2 separate regions of the Arabidopsis thaliana genome follow, and region 2 is linked to region 1. A link is a contact called in public capture Hi-C data. All regions are on one chromosome and are shown on one strand. The core of a region is the stretch at or near the end of the contact, and the rest is flanking DNA. Distances in the headings are between cores, read along the strand shown.

What was found. Capture Hi-C pulls out chosen DNA fragments and counts their contacts.
Region 2: a capture Hi-C map of seedling shows a contact between it and region 1, with 1.9 times the contacts expected there. The contact joins the promoter of AT2G26210 here to the promoter of emb1345 in region 1. A contact is called at or near these places in 3 of 26 Hi-C or Micro-C datasets (callus, seedling and shoot), 1 of 2 datasets of contacts at active chromatin or transcription factors (shoot) and 1 of 3 other capture datasets (seedling).

The regions. Positions count from the first base shown.
Region 1 is chr2:11,098,729-11,103,752 of TAIR10.1, reverse strand. emb1345 (Transducin/WD40 repeat-like superfamily protein) reads right to left here and starts at 1,530. Exons shown (of 10, transcript NM_128165.4): 1 at 1,156-1,530; 2 at 751-897; 3 at 244-462; 4 at 71-135. The coding sequence starts at 1,353. It overlaps AT2G26050 (hypothetical protein (DUF1644)), which reads left to right and starts at 4,373. Exons shown (of 2, transcript NM_128164.1): 1 at 4,373-4,485; 2 at 4,549-5,024. The coding sequence starts at 4,373.
Region 2 is chr2:11,154,710-11,159,239 of TAIR10.1, reverse strand. AT2G26210 (Ankyrin repeat family protein) reads right to left here and starts at 2,122. Exons shown (of 8, transcript NM_179745.3): 1 at 1,993-2,122; 2 at 1,419-1,624; 3 at 1,257-1,342; 4 at 869-926; 5 at 719-778; 6 at 594-644; 7 at 432-510; 8 at 1-294. The coding sequence starts at 1,586. The coding sequence ends at 224. AT2G26200 (S-adenosyl-L-methionine-dependent methyltransferases superfamily protein) reads right to left here. Exons shown (of 12, transcript NM_179744.3): 9 at 4,461-4,511; 10 at 4,170-4,232; 11 at 3,743-4,081; 12 at 2,611-3,629. The coding sequence ends at 2,910.

The DNA.
Region 1 (5,024 bases), core at 281-2,780:
CTACTACTTCAAAAGTAAGAGCCTAATAAGAAAAAAATCGAAAGCATATAAGAAAAAGTAGAAGATATACTTGTTAGATTCACCTAAGGTTTGGACACATTGATACTCACCATCATCATCTTCAGACCACCAAACCTGTGAGTAGCACGCCACTAGCGTTATTCAATTATATAATTTTTTTTTTTTTGTGTAATAAATTTCAAGTTCTGCATTACTAAAACCTAATTAGAGTATTCGCATTACCTTGATGGTGTTATCATAACTGCAAGAAAATAAAACATCCATGGTGGGATGCCACTGAACCATCTTCACATCTTGTGTATGCCCAGTTAATACCGCAGCACAGTCATATTCATTCCCTTCAAGCACTTCCCAAATCCAAACAGACTTATCTCTACTACATGTTGCAAGGCATGAACCAGATGCATTCCATGATACACTTTTGACTTCGTTTTCATGTCCCTACACACATTTTTTTTAATAAGATTCTACTAGCCAAAAACGTGCGATACAAAGCATAAAGACAGTACAAGAAAACCACCAAAAGCTTTGAGCATAATTAAATATGAACTATGAAGTGAACACTGAAAAACTCCATGAGAGTTTGAGCTTAGCATTAAAGATCAAGAAAGAACAAAGTCAAAAGAGCAAACAGGAGCTGTGAAAAGTTATGCTTTCAGGTTCAAAGAACTAATTCTGGATAAGAATTTGACAATTTGTGGATGGTTCAAGGATTGGGCTAGAAAGTACCTCCAAAGTGGAAATACACTCAAACTCAGAACCGTAATTCTTCCAAATGCCAGTGGTACCATCAAAACTTGCAGTGGCCAATAACTGTCCTGAGGGTGACCAAGCGCACGACCTCACAGTTCTTGTATGCGTCTCTTCCAAAACTGTCTGAAGATTCACAATATACAATCAATAAATCTTTCTAGAGAAATAGCACAAGAACTAACACAACAGTCCTACACCATATCCAAATCACCAGTCGATTCCATGTTTAAGGTCAAGTTAATCTCTTTAGTGAATCGAAACAAAACCCACAAATTGTAATGTAAGACTGATCTAGAGAATCAATAGATTTTTGTGAATTGAACTTGCTAGGTCCAAAAAAGGCTAGAACTTTCTTGCGAGAAAGAGAAATGAGATAGAGACCTTGCAAGTCCAGGAGCGAGAGAGAGAGCTTTGTTCCCAGATTCGAACAGTGTTATCGCCACTGCAAGAAGCAAGAATCGGTGAAACACCGTCGGCGTGAGAAGAAACGGGGTTCCAAGCTACGCTCCAAACACGATCGGTGTGGCCTTCTAGTTTCTGAATCTCCACTAACTCCAAGTTCTTCTCCATCAAATCCATCTATGACGCTAGGCTACGAGAAGGCCTCCAGAAAGTTGAAAGGAGTAAGCTTTTAGGGCTGAGCAGAGATTGTGCAACAGGTGACCTGAAACTATATATGATTCAATTCGGTTTCGGTCACAAGTAAGCCTAGGCATTCGTGATTTGTGTATGGGCATGGGTTTGGGTCTGGGTTTGAGTTCGGTTTGGGTTCGTTATTTTTTAATGGCGGTACAAAAATAAAAGCTAGATTAGAGGTTTAAACTTTAAAGTGTTTTTAAGTAAAATCAATTTGATTTCTAATTTTATTTAATTAGTTTTATTTACTAATATTAAAAAAAAAATATTTTCAAATCTTTGAAAGAGGTTGAAAATAGATATTGAGGAGATTTTTATTCTAAGATAAATTTTCATTTCTAATAAAAAAAATATTAACAAGCTAATTTTCTTAGAACTCGAAGGTCATATTCTTAAATTTATTTTTCAAATTAAATCATTAGGTTTTTTGTTCTTATTATATAAACTAGTGCTAGCACCGCAGATGTACATTTAAATTAAGTTAAATATATGTCTTTAATAATTTGTTACCTTTTAATTTTGATTAGCATCAGCACAATATTATCTATTTTATATTCTAGTAAAAAATATGTGTTTTTAGCCTGATTTTAAATACCGCTAAACATCAATCTGGGATTAGGTTAGAAATATAATAATATATACAGTAAAACCTCTATAAATTAATAATGTCGAGACCAAGAAAATTTATTAATTTAGAGAAAATATTAATTTATCGATAAATTAATAATTATTAATTTATGGAGATATTTTACAAATTTTGTAATTTTTTACAAAAATTTGATCTAAAAGGTAGTTTCTCTATACAATCAATAATTTTTCTAAAAATCAATTACAAGTAGAAAACCATTATTAGATTTAAGAAAAAAAACTTTTTTATACGTAGTAAAATTATTAGAATTAAATTTTACAAAGAATTAATATAAATTAAAGAAAAACAATACTAAAGTCATATTTTACTAAGTTTTACATGATATATTCATAAATATAAATATATATATATATATATATATTCATAATTTATACAATTATTAATTTATAATATTGATGGGACCATATATTTACATAGGATTTTCAAAAAAAATATTATCTTATTAATTTATCGATTTGTATCAATTTTTACACTGATCCCAACTCGGGACCGGAAGAATTTATTAATTTGTAGAGGTTATTAATTTATCGTGTATTAATTTATAGAGGTTTTACTGTAGATTCAAGATACTTTTGTTTGCTGTAGTGGTTTGTTTAATATATCATGTCAGAGGTGACAGGTTCGAATCTCAAATTCAACAATCAACAGTTTGAAATTTTTTCAATTTATCTTCGAAGAATGGTATATTGGTCATTTAGTATCCATCTTCTTCTTATGAATACTAATCCTCCAAACCTAATTTATGGTCGCTACGAATTTTTTGTAATATTTATTTTCATATTCTTTGATTTTTTGCACTCAAATATTGTTGATCCATATAGAAAAGTGAGTTTCTAACATGTAACAAACAAAAAATAATAAGTTATGTTACATCGCGGCGGCTTCAAACCATCTCATGCTTTCCGACGTCTAGAGACCTCGGTCTCCATGGCCATGTTTTAGAACAAAGATTTTCAGTAATTTATTATCTTTATTTTGACTAGTAATGACTTACTAGGTACTAAATCCCTATAAATTAAGTAATTTCTTTTGCGTATTTAGTAGTAAATTATCTCAATTTTGACTAGTGATATCATCATATTTTAAAAATTTAAGTTAAACAAAAGTTATGTGTCATTAGTAAGTTATTTACTAATACTTTTGACTGTTGTCCGCGCTGTATTATCTGAATTAAGGAAAAACAAAATCTATATGTGAATATTTAAAAATAATAGTTAAGAGCAAAATTAATGGTTCTATTTCCTTAATACATGTAAATGTAATCAAAAGTGATATTTGTATATTTTCTTTAGATCTAAAGTATATGTCTAGTTTATGTTAAATGTTTTCTTATTATTTTTAGATTTTTTATTCTTGATAAATATTATTATTAGATTTTTTACTTTAAACTTTAAAAAGTTAAGTCACAAGAAAATTGTGATTTCCTTACTTTTTGAATGTTATTGAATTATATTTCCTTGTTAAATTTGACTTGCAGCACTAAGGAAAATGATCTAATTTTTTTAAGAAAGACAATGATGTTTTCTTTACTAAGAAAAGTGAAAAACGTTGAATACAAAAGAGAGGGATATTTTGGTCAAATGAGATTAGACATATTCTAAGAGTAGTAGCTTATAAAAAGCCATAGAAATCACATAAACGTGCATTCAGAATCAAAATTTCAATCTTCACTGTTTGATACCAAACTCCATCGTTTTCATTTTCCTCTAAACGTCTTCAGCCAAGGTATATATATTTCTCCATTTCGTTAATCTTAATTATGGTTGTGTGTTTTTTTTTCTTCTTCTGATTTCTCATATTGATATCTCACTGATCTGTTGAAATTTGGGGGATAATATTGTTAACGGGTGACCAATACAGTACTACAGTTACATGAACCAATATAGTTTTGTAACGGACCCAAATTCTTGCAATTTTGTTGAATACCCTTTTGTTCTCATATATTAAATAAAAAATTTGATTTATTTTCGTTCATTCTAAGGTTTGAGAGGTTTAGGCCTTGGCGATGATTGGGCCGTCATGTTTATCGTATAGAGAGTAGGCCTGTTCAGAAATCTTTGCCATCAATTACTTACTTTATGTACTCGTCGTTGGTCTGGAATTTGAGTCTAAGCTCATTAATAAGAGGATTGACAAATAAACAAACGTTTTGATACGTATAGTTCAATTTTGATTTTCTAATCATCCAAGTATCCAACTATTTTCTATTTGGTTTTCTTATGAATTTGTTTATTGCATAATTTCTTGATGAATGTTGTTTTTTGGTTAATGTTGAAATAATTTAGCTTGAGAGAAGCCTAAAGAAAATCTAAAATGTGTGAGTCAAGCAACAAAGTCAGAGTATCGCCATACCCGCTTCGGTCTTCGAGGACCGACAAACACAAGGCGTCAGAGTCGCCTATTGAGACAGGTTGGGAGGATGTGCGGTGTGTAATCTGCATGGAACCACCTCACAATGCTGTTCTTTTGACATGCTCTTCTTCTTCTAGTGGATGTCATCCTTACATGTGCGATACGAGTGTTCGTCACTCCAATTGTTTCAAGCAGTTCCGCAGAAAAACCATAAAAAAGCGCCTATACCCCAAGACCTTACATTGTCCTCTCTGTAGAGGTGAAGTATCCGAGACGACAAAGGTGACGAGCACTGCAAGAAGATTTATGAATGCTAAACCGAGGTCTTGCTCCGTAGAGGATTGCAAATTCTCTGGGACGTTTTCTCAGCTTACTAAGCACTTGAAAACTGAGCATCGCGGTATTGTGCCACCAAAGGTCGATCCACTGAGACAACAGAGATGGGAAATGATGGAGAGACATTCTGAATACGTTGAACTCATGACTGCAGCTGGGATTTCGCGTATGGCTGAGGTGATGCAACAACAGCTTCCCCAGGATCAGAATCATCCTCATGTGTTTCAAGTGACCGTTAATGGAACCATATGGAATCTAATTGATCCGAGTCAGGGAA
Region 2 (4,530 bases), core at 873-3,372, 55 kb before region 1:
GTTTCTGCATTGTCACATTTTGATGACATAAAAACAAAAGGGAGTTTTTATGTCATAGCGGAAGAAGACATGGTTCAAAGATCACATAACATGGAAAATTGCACACAGAATGCAACTAAAGTTACAAGCAAATTCATGATCCCTTGATTTTTTCCATTACAAATCTTTCCCTTATCTGAAAAAGATTTGAGGAATGATTTGTAGCTCTGTCTGAGGCATGCTGTTAAGTGGACTTCATCTTTTCCCGCATCTTGTATTGCAGTGTTGCCGGGGCACAATCTAGCGGTGTTTCTCCTGGTGACGCATAACAGTTTATATACTTTAGGCGAACGAAACCAGAGAAGTTCCTATGTAACTAACTACACTTGTTCTCCTTAACATGTTTTTCGCAGGTCATTGATTTGGTAAGATTTGCGTAGCATGAGAATTACCTTGTGCATTCTTGTACTCAAGGCTTGCTCCATGATCCATCAACATCAACGCAATATCAGTTTGGTTGAACAGGACAGCCTGTGGAAGTATAAGATTATGTTATTAGTATATTTCCGAATTACTTAAGCAAATCAATCACACATGAGGAGTGGGAAGATTACCAGATGAAGCACCGACATTCCTTGCCTGTCTCGGTAATTTGCATCTACGCCCTGCAACTCCTAGAGTTTTAACCTCTCTCTATACACTTAATTAAGCGCAGCTTCTTAATTAGGAGATTAAGTACCTCTTTTAGAAGCTTTTTCGCACCAGCACTGTCACCATTCTTAATCGCTTCTCTTAATCCCTTTTAACAAACAAATTCCATAAAATCAATAATGCTCTGTTAGAAACAGTAAACTATGGTTTATTTATGTAATGAAATGTCAAGAGTTACCTCCCCACTGGCTTCATAGTCTCTTTGGGGGGTGTCTAGTCCAGCATTTAGAGCTGATCTGAGTTTTTCAACAGCTTATTTACAAATCAAAACAGCTTAAAAGATATATAACGGCAACGAGAGATATTTCAATATCATTTGTCAGTTGCCACAACAACGAATATGGGAAGCAAATTTTCTACACAATTGCACGAAAAGGAGAAAGTACGAGTGATTTGATCGGTCCAGCTGAAATGCAAGAGCAAGCAAATTTCATGTTGATACTTCCTTGCCCTAATAAAGTAAATGAAAATGCCTAGACAAACAACTTTCTCACATGTGTAAAGCTTATGAAGTAAACTCTAGACACAAACTTTTGCCTTGATACTACGACTAAATGATAACATACCTAGCATTGCTGCTGGAAGTGGAACCTTTACTTTTTGCTGAAGCCTCTGACTTCAACTGAGGAAGAACCACAGGAGCAATGGTAGCCTGTTCCAAAAGCAATATTCAAAAGCGAGAAACGTATTTTGTCAGGAACACAAACTTGAGGAAATGAAGTTTTTACAGGTGGGTTTGGTTTATCAGTTGATTTGGGAGGAGCTACACAGATACACAGAGGCATACCACACTTGCATTCCATTGTTTCACTACCTCCAAGTCCCATATCGTTGTCGTCAATATCCAATCTCGAAACTTGTTCTGTTAGAGAATTAACTTTATTGGAAAACAGCATGCAAAAGAATGACTTCTTTGCCTATGTGAATAACCTTGCTGCCACAAGTAGACATAGACAGATTCATCAAATAGCTTCTAATGTTTATTTGAATCAACCTAACAAATAACAATGATTAATCTACCATTTCTCATTATATATCTGAAATGATCTGAGTATAATTGATCATTTTGTAGCTTACTATACATGGGTTTCTCCAAAATTTCTAAAAAATGTGTACTATCAATCAGTCTAATTCAGATTTTTTCCAAAATGAACAAAAATTGGATTTTTCTTTCTCTGCAAATTTCAATTACTCCGGAAACTGGACAAAACCTTAGATCTACAAGCACAAACACAAAAATTCATGTGGAAAAGCTATAAAGAAGAAGAAGGAATAATGAAAGTGGAATATTATTCAATTCACCTGTCAGAGATGATGACGACGACTGAGACGAAACAAAAAGCTTGAAGAGAGGAGAAGAAACAGAGAGATGCTTTTGGAGTTTATTTATTTAGGAATAAAAAGATGATCCAACTGATTGAGAACTATTTTGATCGTCGTTTATTAATTAAAAATTCAGATAAATATTTAAGGACACGAAAAAAGAAATAAAATAAGAATCTATTTATATTTTGAGAATACAAAAAAAAAAAAAAAAAAAATTCACTAACTAAACTTCTCTTACCATAAAAAACCTATACTATTCTTCATATTTTTATCATTTCAGTTTTCATAACATGTTATTTTTTGGTCAATGTGTAAAAAATATAAAAATAAAATTAATAATGTTTTTAGTAATTTTTTTATGTCATGGAGTTATGTAGTAATTTTGAAGAAGCAAAGGTTTTTTGTGGAAGTGAATCTATCACAAGAACTCTCCAAAACATTATGATTCAAGCTAAACCCACAAGAGGAGATGTAAATGTATAATTCACCTATCCATGGCGGTGCTCATGTAGAAGGAAATGTGAACATTTGGACAACTTTTGTGTGGCAAAGAATGAGGGAAAGTGGTGATGGAATTAGATGAGGGGGAGACTGACTAAACTAACATGCCAACAAAATCCAAGTCATAAAAGGGAAAGTGTTTCTGCAGGACCGAGTTAACATGTGGATTCAACTCTCATAAAGCCATTAAAAATGTCAAAATCGTGAGGGAAATGGATGATAAGGAAGGCTGGTAACAACAAGTCATCATCATGTAATAGTTTTATACCCAAAAAATCCATTGCTAATATAGAAGAATACATGTAGGACATTCATTGATTTGAGATTCAATGAGGATTTTTTAATATAAAAGAACTCTCCAGTTAATCAACATTTGCTCCTCTACCACATAGTTACTCCATCTGAAAATAGAGAATATGCAACGCAGAACTCGGGATTTCTGCGACCAAATCCTTTTCGGAAAACCAACTGTCAATGATGTTCCCAATAGGAGATTCCTTTGAATTTGCAGCCCATCTGTCTGCAAGCTTAAACCCAAACTTAGATGCAGCTGACAGAAGAGAAGGTTCATCAACCCTTCTGAAAACATGGCATAGAATCAACGCCGGCTTCTCTTGCACCTCTAAGTCGTCTCCCATTTTCCGTAAGATCAACTCTTTTGCGGTTTCAAATAAAGGTATAATGGCTTCAGCTACATAGGTAACATCTGTCCCCATGATAACTTCGAATCCCTCACAAGCCAAACGCTTAATGCTTTCTATATGCTCTTTGTTTCCCCATTCAAGTACGCTTGTTTTCAGTTTTCCAAGTAAAGAAGATTGGAGGTTCATTGTGATGTTCTCTGTCAATAGCGTAAGTGCCTTTGTGTCTGCATCGGTTGCTACCACAAGGTTAGCTGATCTGGCAGCTACCATCGAGCAAATTCCTGTGCAGCCACAACCCAATTCCAACACCCGTTTTCCAGAAACAATGTTTGGGTTCCTGTCAAGAACAGAAGCCATAAGCCGAGCAGACTCCCAGAGCATCAACCCCGTAGATTTGCAAGTATGTTGATATTCTTTTGACAAAAGTTTGATTTTAAAAGCAGAATCCCTAAGCTTAACCACGCTCATCTATGACAACAAATCGAATAGAAAAACAGATATGGACTTGTAAGCATAGAATTAAATTAAAAATACTCTTCGAGAAAATATGTAAAAACAATGAGATTACCGAAGTCTCTTACCTCATGACTTGATGGGGAGGCTCCAAACATTTCCATAGCCAGACCATCAGATATGTCAATGTCAGTGTAATCAATAATCTCTTTTCTTTCCTGCTCCTCAGATTTAGACTGAATGCTATCCTGTTGTTCAGATTTATCTAATTTGGCAGGAGTCAAACTATCACAAGGGTTTTTGTTGCCATTTGTTCGACGAAATGTAGCTTGGACCCAGCGCCGATTCATGACCAGTTCGCGTGAACGATTCTCAACTTGTTTGCAGCAAACATCAAGCTCCTCAACTTCAAATCCTTGTTCAGAAAACAAAGTTTCTAGGAATTCATTAGAAAAGTAGAATGCACGCTGCATAGAAAACAAAATCATCACAGATCTGCAAAATTATAGAAATGTGTACTGCAAATAAATAGCGCAGGAGAAAGAAAGAACTTACAGTGCCATCACCTCTCACATAAAAGTTCTCGCTGATCCTCTGATCCTTCCCAGAGAACCTCTCCTGTTGATGAAATACTGAAACACATAAGGGGTAACCACGCCTTCGTATTCTAAAGGATACTAAATCTCTTAAGAAGTGGTTGTTCTTCCTAAAAGGAAAGCCAGACCACAATGTTTTTTTTTAAGCATGAAACTGTAGTAGAAATATTTTTTCGTTTCAAGTGCATCAAAATGGGCATACGAGTAGCGATAACTTTGAATTTCTGAAGTAATAAAAGGTGGATCAAACCTGAGCAAGATCACCGACAGCATAGTCACGGAAGAGGATACACCCATTTGGCTGAAAACAGAATAATAAG